Linked DNA regions of Mus musculus: all the other regions are linked to region 1. A link is a contact called in public HiChIP or PLAC-seq and promoter capture Hi-C data. All regions are on one chromosome and are shown on one strand. Each heading gives the region's core, a stretch centred on a gene start, on an enhancer-like site or on the middle of the called end of the contact. The rest is flanking DNA. Distances are from core to core; before and after follow the strand shown. Region 1 holds the start of Cobl (cordon-bleu WH2 repeat). Region 2 holds the start of 4930554G24Rik (RIKEN cDNA 4930554G24 gene). Region 3 holds the start of Spata48 (spermatogenesis associated 48).

The links. Promoter capture Hi-C pulls out the DNA fragments that hold promoters and counts their contacts. HiChIP or PLAC-seq counts read pairs in DNA pulled down with a chosen protein or histone mark.
Region 2: a contact with region 1 is called in a promoter capture Hi-C map of stem cell-derived epiblast-like cells, with 4 times the contacts expected there. The contact joins the promoter of 4930554G24Rik here to the promoter of Cobl in region 1. A contact is called at or near these places in 2 of 39 promoter capture datasets (liver and stem cell-derived epiblast-like cells).
Region 3: a contact with region 1 is called in an H3K27ac HiChIP or PLAC-seq map of embryonic stem cells, with 3 times the contacts expected there. The contact joins the promoter of Spata48 here to the promoter of Cobl in region 1. A contact is called at or near these places in 4 of 39 promoter capture datasets (the 3T3-L1 cell line, cranial neural crest, hippocampal neurons and 1 more) and 1 of 115 datasets of contacts at active chromatin or transcription factors (embryonic stem cells).

What each region holds. Positions count from the first base shown.
Region 1 is chr11:12,463,497-12,466,280 of GRCm38.p6, reverse strand. Cobl (cordon-bleu WH2 repeat) reads left to right here and starts at 1,321. Exons shown (of 15, transcript NM_172496.3): 1 at 1,321-1,599. The coding sequence starts at 1,559.
Region 2 is chr11:14,177,705-14,180,488 of GRCm38.p6, reverse strand. It overlaps 4930554G24Rik (RIKEN cDNA 4930554G24 gene), which reads left to right and starts at 1,448. Exons shown (of 4, transcript NR_131011.1): 1 at 1,448-1,580.
Region 3 is chr11:11,462,330-11,465,113 of GRCm38.p6, reverse strand. Spata48 (spermatogenesis associated 48) reads right to left here and starts at 1,370. Exons shown (of 9, transcript NM_001347068.1): 1 at 288-1,370. The coding sequence starts at 858. It overlaps Zpbp (zona pellucida binding protein), which reads left to right and starts at 2,695. Exons shown (of 8, transcript NM_015785.2): 1 at 2,695-2,784. The coding sequence starts at 2,750.

The DNA of each region.
Region 1 (2,784 bases), core at 72-2,571:
TTATACCTCTTGCATGCGTAATTAATACACTCAGTTTATATAAATATAAAAGCATGTAAGCATTTTGATTATAAACAGACATATAAAGCGCGCACACACACACACACACACACACACACACAGAAGATAAAGTGATATGCTTCCATGAGGAATATCAAGACAATCGGCAAGAGTATCAAACAAAACTCAAGACAGTGGACAAGAAGCAGATGGGAGTTGAGAGTGGGGATGTCCTTTGCGACAAAGAGGTCAGAAAAGAGCTCCCTGAGGAGCAGGTATCTGAGCAGAGCCTGCAGGATACACATTGCAGATCCCAGAAGCCCTCGGGTGGGGAAATGCTCTGAGTATTGTGTTCAAAAGGAAGCCAGGCTCTGCTGTAGGTATGAAGTGGTTCACCTGCTTTGAGTGGGCACTGTGGCTGGAGCAAAGAAGGCTACTGCAGGACTTGTATTTTGTACACTGGTCTCCCCTCTTTCCTTAAACAGAAAGTTGGGGTTCAGAGGAAGAAAAGCTTAGGCAAGCTTCTGGATACAGAGTTCAGTCACAGAATTTTGCCTCTTACTGGCATTTTATTCCAATCCTGAGAACCTAGTACAACTGCTGTATTTGAAGGGCGGAACTTCATAGCAATCAGGTTCTTTTCCTGTTCCCCTAAGGTCAATTAGCAGGCTGGAGAAGGGAAGCTTAGTGGTGCTGGGTCCTCAGGTTGACTTGCAGTGAGGCCTCAGCACCTGCTGCCTCTGCTGGTATTTTTGCTCACCACTCAACATGGGAATCACAGGGCTGGGGCCACAGTAGCATTCATTACTATCCAGGCAATTAGGCTGGCAAGCAGAAGCATGCATCCAAACAGGTGCAGTTCTTGTTGGCACTGGATGTCCACACTCCAGCCTCACTGCTTTCTGATTTCTCAGAAAAAGGTGTGCCCCTTTACCCCAAGCTGCGTCCCTCTCCAGTTTCCTATGCTGCACACCAAGGACCTCATTTTGGACCACTCTCCCCTCCCCTTACAGTAGATCTCTAGTTCTAACAAAGGTTCTTTTAGGTTCTGGGGCAGAAACTGAGGCGCTAGACCGTCTATTTTTCTCTCTTCCTTCAAGTCGGTTCTCGCAGCCTAGTCGGCCCGCCTCGCCCCGCGCAGCCACAGGTGGCCAGGTATTTGCCCGCTTAGTTCCTCCAGCCGGCTGGGCAGGTGACTCGGTGCCCACCGCGGGGCGCGCGCCCCGCCCAGGTGTGCTCCGGCGGGCAGCGGGGGCGCGCGGAGAGGCGGGCGCTGGGGAGCGGCGCGCGGGCACGGGGCGGCGCCGCGGTGGGCGCGGCTGAGCCAGTTTGGCGGGGGGCGGCGCACCTTGCTCCCGCGCCCGGGGTAGCCGCGTCCGTCTCTCTCCGCACGCCCCCGCCCGCCCGGACGCCCCAGGTCGCTTCCGTCCTCTCGGCACGGCCGCTGTCCTCGCTAGCCCCGCGTGGGAGGACGATGGGTCAGCGCGGAAAAAGTGAATGAGGACGGCGGCGCCGCAGCCAGCGCCCCAGTCGGCCGGCAGAGCAACCCGCCGGCTCCATGGACGCGCCGCGTGCACTGGCGGCCAAGCCCCCCACAGGGTAAGCGGGCCCACGAGGGCGGGCGTGGCTCTTCCCGAGGTGTTGAGGACTTGGGGCGCCTGGGTCGTTGCTCCGGTAACCGTGGCAGGCCTTGCTCGGGAACACTTTCTGCGAGAGGTGCTGCTGTGAAAGCCCTTGTGTATGTTTGTGTATGTGTGTGTTGGGGGGTGGGTGGGTGGAGGGAGTGCTGTCCCTCCGTGCAGAACCCCAGCTCTGAGCTGCCTTCAGCCCCTTGCAATAGTGGCAATTACGGGCGGAGGGGGACAAGGAAAATCCAGGCCTGAAACTCCAGCTGAGTCTGTCTGGTCCCATACACAGGTTCCTCCAGCCACTCCTCGCAGGCCCTGTGGCCCGCTGCTCCCTACCTCAATGACAAGGGGGTACTTGGTCTGTTGGGACCCATGTAGCCAGGAGATCTGGGGAGGTGTGTGGGGAAGGGACTTCATGAACACTCTTCTGCCCAAGCCTTTGTGCTGGGATCTCCCTTGTGTCTGAAGAGGTGAGGACCTTCTTCATCGGACCTGTAAAGCAGAGCTGTCAATCCTGTCTTCAGGATCCTCTAGTGCCTCAACCCTTTTAGTTTCTTTTTGCTGTCTCCACACCTTGCGGACAGAGATTCCCTGTCACACTGAGGATTTTACTTGCCCAAGAGAAACTTGCCTAACACAGGTCAAATAGACTTGCCCTTTAACCCCAACTCCCCGAATCGTGCCCCTCCGTGCCCATCTCTGCCAGGACAGTTGACAACCCTTGCAGACTTGGTAGATTTCAGAGAGCGCCGTGGGGCTGGCTTTTGACCTCTTCTTTCTGGAGCAAATGTGTTATGAGTGTTGCGAATGGAATGAGTTGGGGTGGGTCCGCACCTGCTCCCGAAATGGCCCACTTTCCACTTGAGCAGCTGGATTTTCTAAGGCGGCACTGGGGACAACAAATCTCTTTTCTTTAGCAGTTATGTCCCACTGACTCACCCGATCCCTTGCCCACTGACTTTGTTGCCCAAGTGTTTATAAAAGCCGTCTAAACCAGTTCTTTATTCTTAAAATCTCCCCTGGAGGCTTCCAAAAAAGTAAGATACATTTCTAACTCATAATCTTGAAGCTACGGAATTTTTTTTTTAAGACTTTTCTTCGCTAAGGTGTGGTTGTGGTTATATAAATCCTTTGAAGAAACAAATTCCCCTTAAAA
Region 2 (2,784 bases), core at 199-2,698, 1.7 Mb before region 1:
GAGATCAATAGAGACAGGAGGGGGCAACCAACCGCTTTTAGAGTGAGTCAGACCTACCTGACTGTTGTCAGGTAACTGTGGGGGTGGAGTTTAGACAGCATGCTAACAGGAAGAAACTTAGAAAAAGAGTAAGGAAACTTGGTGAGTCTGGAAAAGCATGTCAAGTTTTTGACAAATATCCAAAGTCATAAAAAAATAGTTAAAAAAAATTAACAAAAGAATAAGGAAAAAAGTAAGGACTCAGAAAAGCAAGGGGTGAGGGGTGCTTAACACAGTTACATGGTTGCTGTTCCACTTCCCAGAGAACAAGAATTCTGGGAAAGAAATGTATATCATCTCATTAAGGGAATACTTACCTTTTCCTCTTTTTATCATGGTATATGGTAAGTCAGACATTCTCATTGGTCTAACAGGATCAACCCTTAAGGGAAGAGACAAAGGCAAGCCTCTACAAGGGAGTAGATTGCATTTTGGCTGGAAGAAACTAGCTTTCCTTCAATTAGTTTCCAATGCTACTGTAACAAAACTTGTTTTTTACCCATTCTCTCTGTATTTTTTCAAATTCTGTAAAAACTGTAGTAAGGCCACGAGGCATATTGAACTTAAACAATGCTTCTCAGTAGACAAAAATACTAATTAAAGGAAATTTAATCTTGAAAATCACCCCAAAAATAGGTTGTGTTTAACACTGCTCTGTTAGAATCATATGTTTGGTAAGAAATTCATAATTAGTCATGACTATGAAAGCCATCAGCATAGCTACAGGTAAACCTTGAAGAACACCTGGAGGACATTCTATGATTTATTAATGATTATCCCCTTCAGGCCGACATAACATGTGAAAGAAAGCAAGAGTGTATTCATAGCTTCAGACCTACATAGAAACCTAAGGAGGTAAAGGAATTTAAATTCCTTCTGCTCACTTGGCAGGAAGGAATAGAGTGCTGTCCATCCCTCAGATCCCTTTCCTTCTGTCCTAGACCAGATCCCTCCATAGAGGTTAGCCAAATAGGAGGGACCATGCAGAGACAATGCAGCATAAAAATCTTTAACTTGGAGACAAAGTTATCAAGAATGTGGGTCAGATAACAAGTGAGAAGGAAATCTTTTGAATCTGTATATTGCCAGGACAAAGGTTGGTAGTGTTGTGATCTTTGCACGGCTTCAGAAGGACCACACCAGGCCAAACAGTGCCACGTGTGGTTTATTGAGAGAGAAAGGGGCAAGGTGACAGCAGAAAGAGAAGGGGATAGAGAAAGAGAGATCAGGGAGATGGGGGACATTTTATATGGATGGTGACATAGTCACAGGTAAAGGTAGGACGTGAGCCAAGTGGATTCTGTGAATATGTTGGCTGTTACCTTGGCAACAGGTGTTCAGGTCATGCCTATGTGATGTCACGGGTTTCAGAGGTCCTGATACCAACAGGTAGGAACCTCTCATTAGCATTCCCTGAATATGATGGCTATTCTCAGTTTTCAATTTGACTATATCTGGAATTAACTGAAACCCAAAAGTGGCTGGACACACTTGGAAAGGGATTTTGCTTAGATCATTTGAAGTTGGACGATTCATTTCAGGTTTGTATCTTTGAGGTGAGAAGACACAAGATTAATCCACATTGTTTAGGTTTAAGCTCTATCTCTAACCTGGGACACATCTGCCTTTATAAAGGGCATGGGAAAAGGAAGCTCTGCCTCTTTGTCTGCCTGTTCTTGCCTCCCTAGCAAGTACATTTCTTCACTGGCATTCGAGCCTACTTCTTCAGAGTTTAGGTGTATATGGGAGACCTGAGACATTCAGGCTCATGGAATGAACAACTACTGGATTCTTGGTATTTCTGTTCATATACCTTCAGTGTTGGATTACCGTAACCTCCACCTGTAAATCAGTCTAATAAATCCCATTACTATATATAAGAGAGATTCATTTCATATGTTCTGTTACCTTGTTTCATATACCACAGAAAGCAGGCTATCTGTAGGCAAACACAGGAATTTAGTCATAAGGCATTCTCAACTATCAGTGGAGGATGCTTATTCAGGAACCAATATGGGAATATAAATCTATCCAGTGATGACTGCAACAAGAATTATCTCCATCACACAACACAAAATTGTTCTAACTCCAGATGGATTTAGGAAGATGGTCATGTTGATTTTACTTGTGAAATATAAAGAAAATAACTGAAAAATTACAGGATACATTGTGATGTTTTAGTATATGTATATAGTTTGTTCTGTTCTAGTCAACATGGATTGATTGGAGGACAGAGTATTAAGTGATACAAGGCAGACACCAAATATTAAACACCATCCAATGTTTCTTCTGTGGAGGATGCAAATGTTCTGAAAGCAGGAATGTGTTCCTATACTGTAAAGATAGAGGATTGATTGTTAAGACCTAGGAAAAATGTTTTACTTATTTTTCCCCTTTTCTCAGTTATAGACAACTCAGTAGTTTTCAGACAAGGCTACCTCTTGGAGATATTCTCAGGTAAGCCTGGCCCAGGAATGCACAAAATCTTCCCACACACCAGCTTTTCACTAACGTAAAGGACTCCAGGATGTGTGTTAAATTCCCAGCATCTGGAAAGGAGACCCCAGCTTCAGGACTATGAACAACTACCTCTTTAGGAGTATATAAAGAAATAAACTTTCTTACTTTAATATAGACTAGAAATCATGCCCAGGCTTGTTTTCTGAAAGCAAAGCGTCCTGTCAGAGGGACTGTGTGTCCCTTGAACCACAAGCTGTGAATTGGAACAGCTGTTCCCATTTAAGA
Region 3 (2,784 bases), core at 121-2,620, 1.0 Mb after region 1:
CTGACACATGGACCCTCTTTTGTAAAATAAGTTATCTGTATAATTAAAATAAATTAATTGTTAATATATTTGCTGTTGACCAATTAAACTTAAATTAAAAAAAATCATTTGTGTTTTACAAGCAGATTTATACATTGTATCACTTGTAAGACCTTCTTAAAATCCAATTGAAAATAATTTGTTCAGTCATTTTATGTCAATTTAACTGCTAAAATTTAAAAAAATCTCAAGCTCATTCTCCTTTGCGTCACTTGAAGAACATATAAAAACTATGTTGCTTTACTTACCTCCAAGCTTTGCCTTGATGGAAATGTCTGGCACTTTCCTGGAATTCCATCTCCTATCCTGTTTTAGTTCTTCTGCAAGTATTGTTTGCCTTTTTATTGTTGTTTGAAATCCTTTGTCTGGTCTAGGAACTCGATTTTGAGGTTTCACATCATGGAAACTCACCAGGTTTGGTATGGCTCTGCCTATATTAGGCTTTAAATTAGCATCTCCACCAGGACTCATAAATCCTGAGCAGGGGTCACCCAAGGGCACATCGTCACGCAATGGTGCTAATGGATATGCCCTCCCATATGGTGGGGGATAGGGGTAGTGAAGATGATAGTCCGGCAAGACTGAAGGTGGATAAGGATGAAATTTTAAAAATGTAGGGTTGCATTTCTTTTCAAATCTGACACAGTTATGTCTGTCTTCAAGTCCTTTCACAGAGGGCATGTTCATTTTCTGTAAGAGGTTACTGTAGTGCGGGTAATCTGGATGCTCAATAGCCTTTCCTTCTGAGAAGATGAACCTTCTAGGGATACTGATCTTCCCAGGCATGGTCTTGACCTCCATATCCATGTACTGTCTCATCAGTTTTGAGGATTATGAATTAAATTCCTTTGTTTTTTTTTTTTTTTTTTTTTTTTACCATTTAACTATTAAAAACCCATATTTCCAGTAATGGAAGATTAGGATTAATCCACCATAAAATTAATTCAATTTTCTAAATGTTAGTCATTTAAAAAGTCTTAAGGTAATTTTTTTCTGCTGAAAGGGAGATAGGCCAGTATAGAAATAGGACATAATAATAATAATAAAAAAACACAAAAAGAGCCTTTGCTGCTTGGCAACAGGTAGAACCATAGCTCACGGAACTACTTATTATGTACATCATAATGGAATTCTTTAGGCAAACCACAGAAAAAAGTCCTAGTAATATTTCCATTATACCTTTTTCTCCAATGCTCAGGAAACCAATACACACACACATGCACACACACACATGTATATGTAAAAATTTAACATGTTCATATTTTGTGGGCAAGATAGTAACTGAAAGAATATACTGAAGTTGATGTAGTGAATACATATACAGTCTCTCTCTTTCATATATACTCTCTCTCTCTCTCTCTCTCTCTCCTACACACACACAAACACACACACACAAACACACACAAACTAGAAATAACTTTTCGGGTTGGAATAAATTATAAACATTGGTATATGTTTAATTTAAATACGCTAACAAGGAAGATATAGTATACTGATTTTTAAGAAAAATAATTCATAAATCATAGCCAATGTAAAAGTCCATTCTTAAATGCCTTAAATTATCTGCAGTTTCTTTAAGTTACCACAATTCTTAGAACGAAAACAATGAGGTATTTATGTTATTTCAGTAAATGGCAGCATAAAAAACGATCTATTTTAAACGATAAGCATAGCAGTCCACTTAAGAGCTGTTTTTTAACTAGACAATTTGGTTTTGCATGAAAATTGCAACTAAGTTTAATTATTACAATCCGAAGGGTAATAGCTCACACCTCCTTAAATAAAGAAGGTAAGCTTCTACAAGAGTCAGGTATAGAATATTTAAATCAGATCAATTGTATGATAGTAAGGATAAGCAGAATGTAGCCACGACCACCTATGATGATGACTGAAAATTTGCAATATACAACAAAACAAGCAATAACGTTGAAATAAATGGGTAAGTTTTCAGCATAAGGTCCTGGACAGTTTATCCAAAACACGAAGGTCAGTAAGTTTTTACTCCACTCCGTATTACCCATCTCTTCATATTAAAAGTGAAAACATTTAACAGCCTGCTTCTAGTGTTTCTATATATTTGTATAAAATTTATTTTTATCCTAGTTGGACTATCATTAAATCCTTCCAAAGGCAGAAAAGATGTATGATTCTTTCAATTTAAATACATTCTCATTCTAAACGGTCCGTGAGCTGGTTCTTTATGTTTTCCTGAATCCAAGTTGAGGATGATCTTCCAAGCCGAGTACTGCATGAAAGTCAATGTCATCTAAGGTCTATTTCCTCCATTTTCCCATCATGCCACTTTTTAAGGCAATACCTTTAATTTCTCCTAGGTGTTCACTGCATGCATTTTCTATTAAGTCCCACACACTGATAATGCACAATCGTTCGCATTACAACAGTCAGGAACTTCATGCATTGGCATTACTATAGCCAGGAAGTTTATGAGAGGTGTACATTCATTAAGTCATCCGTTCTCAGGATCTGCTGCCATTAGGCACCTAAAGGCTGAAACTCAATCCACTGCTAAGGTAATAAGAGGGGCTTCTCCTCTGCACACAGACACCACGGGAAGGCAAAGGTTAGAACTTTGCGACACAAGATTCTTCTCGCTTTGGAATCTCAGACCAGCCAGGTTCTGGAGGGTTTCCTTAGTGGTGCGGGGCCTCGAAGTCAAGGGAGCCCCTAGGGGATCGACCTCTTGCCTCCCATGTGTACCCAAGCTGGGTCCCAAGCTAGCACACC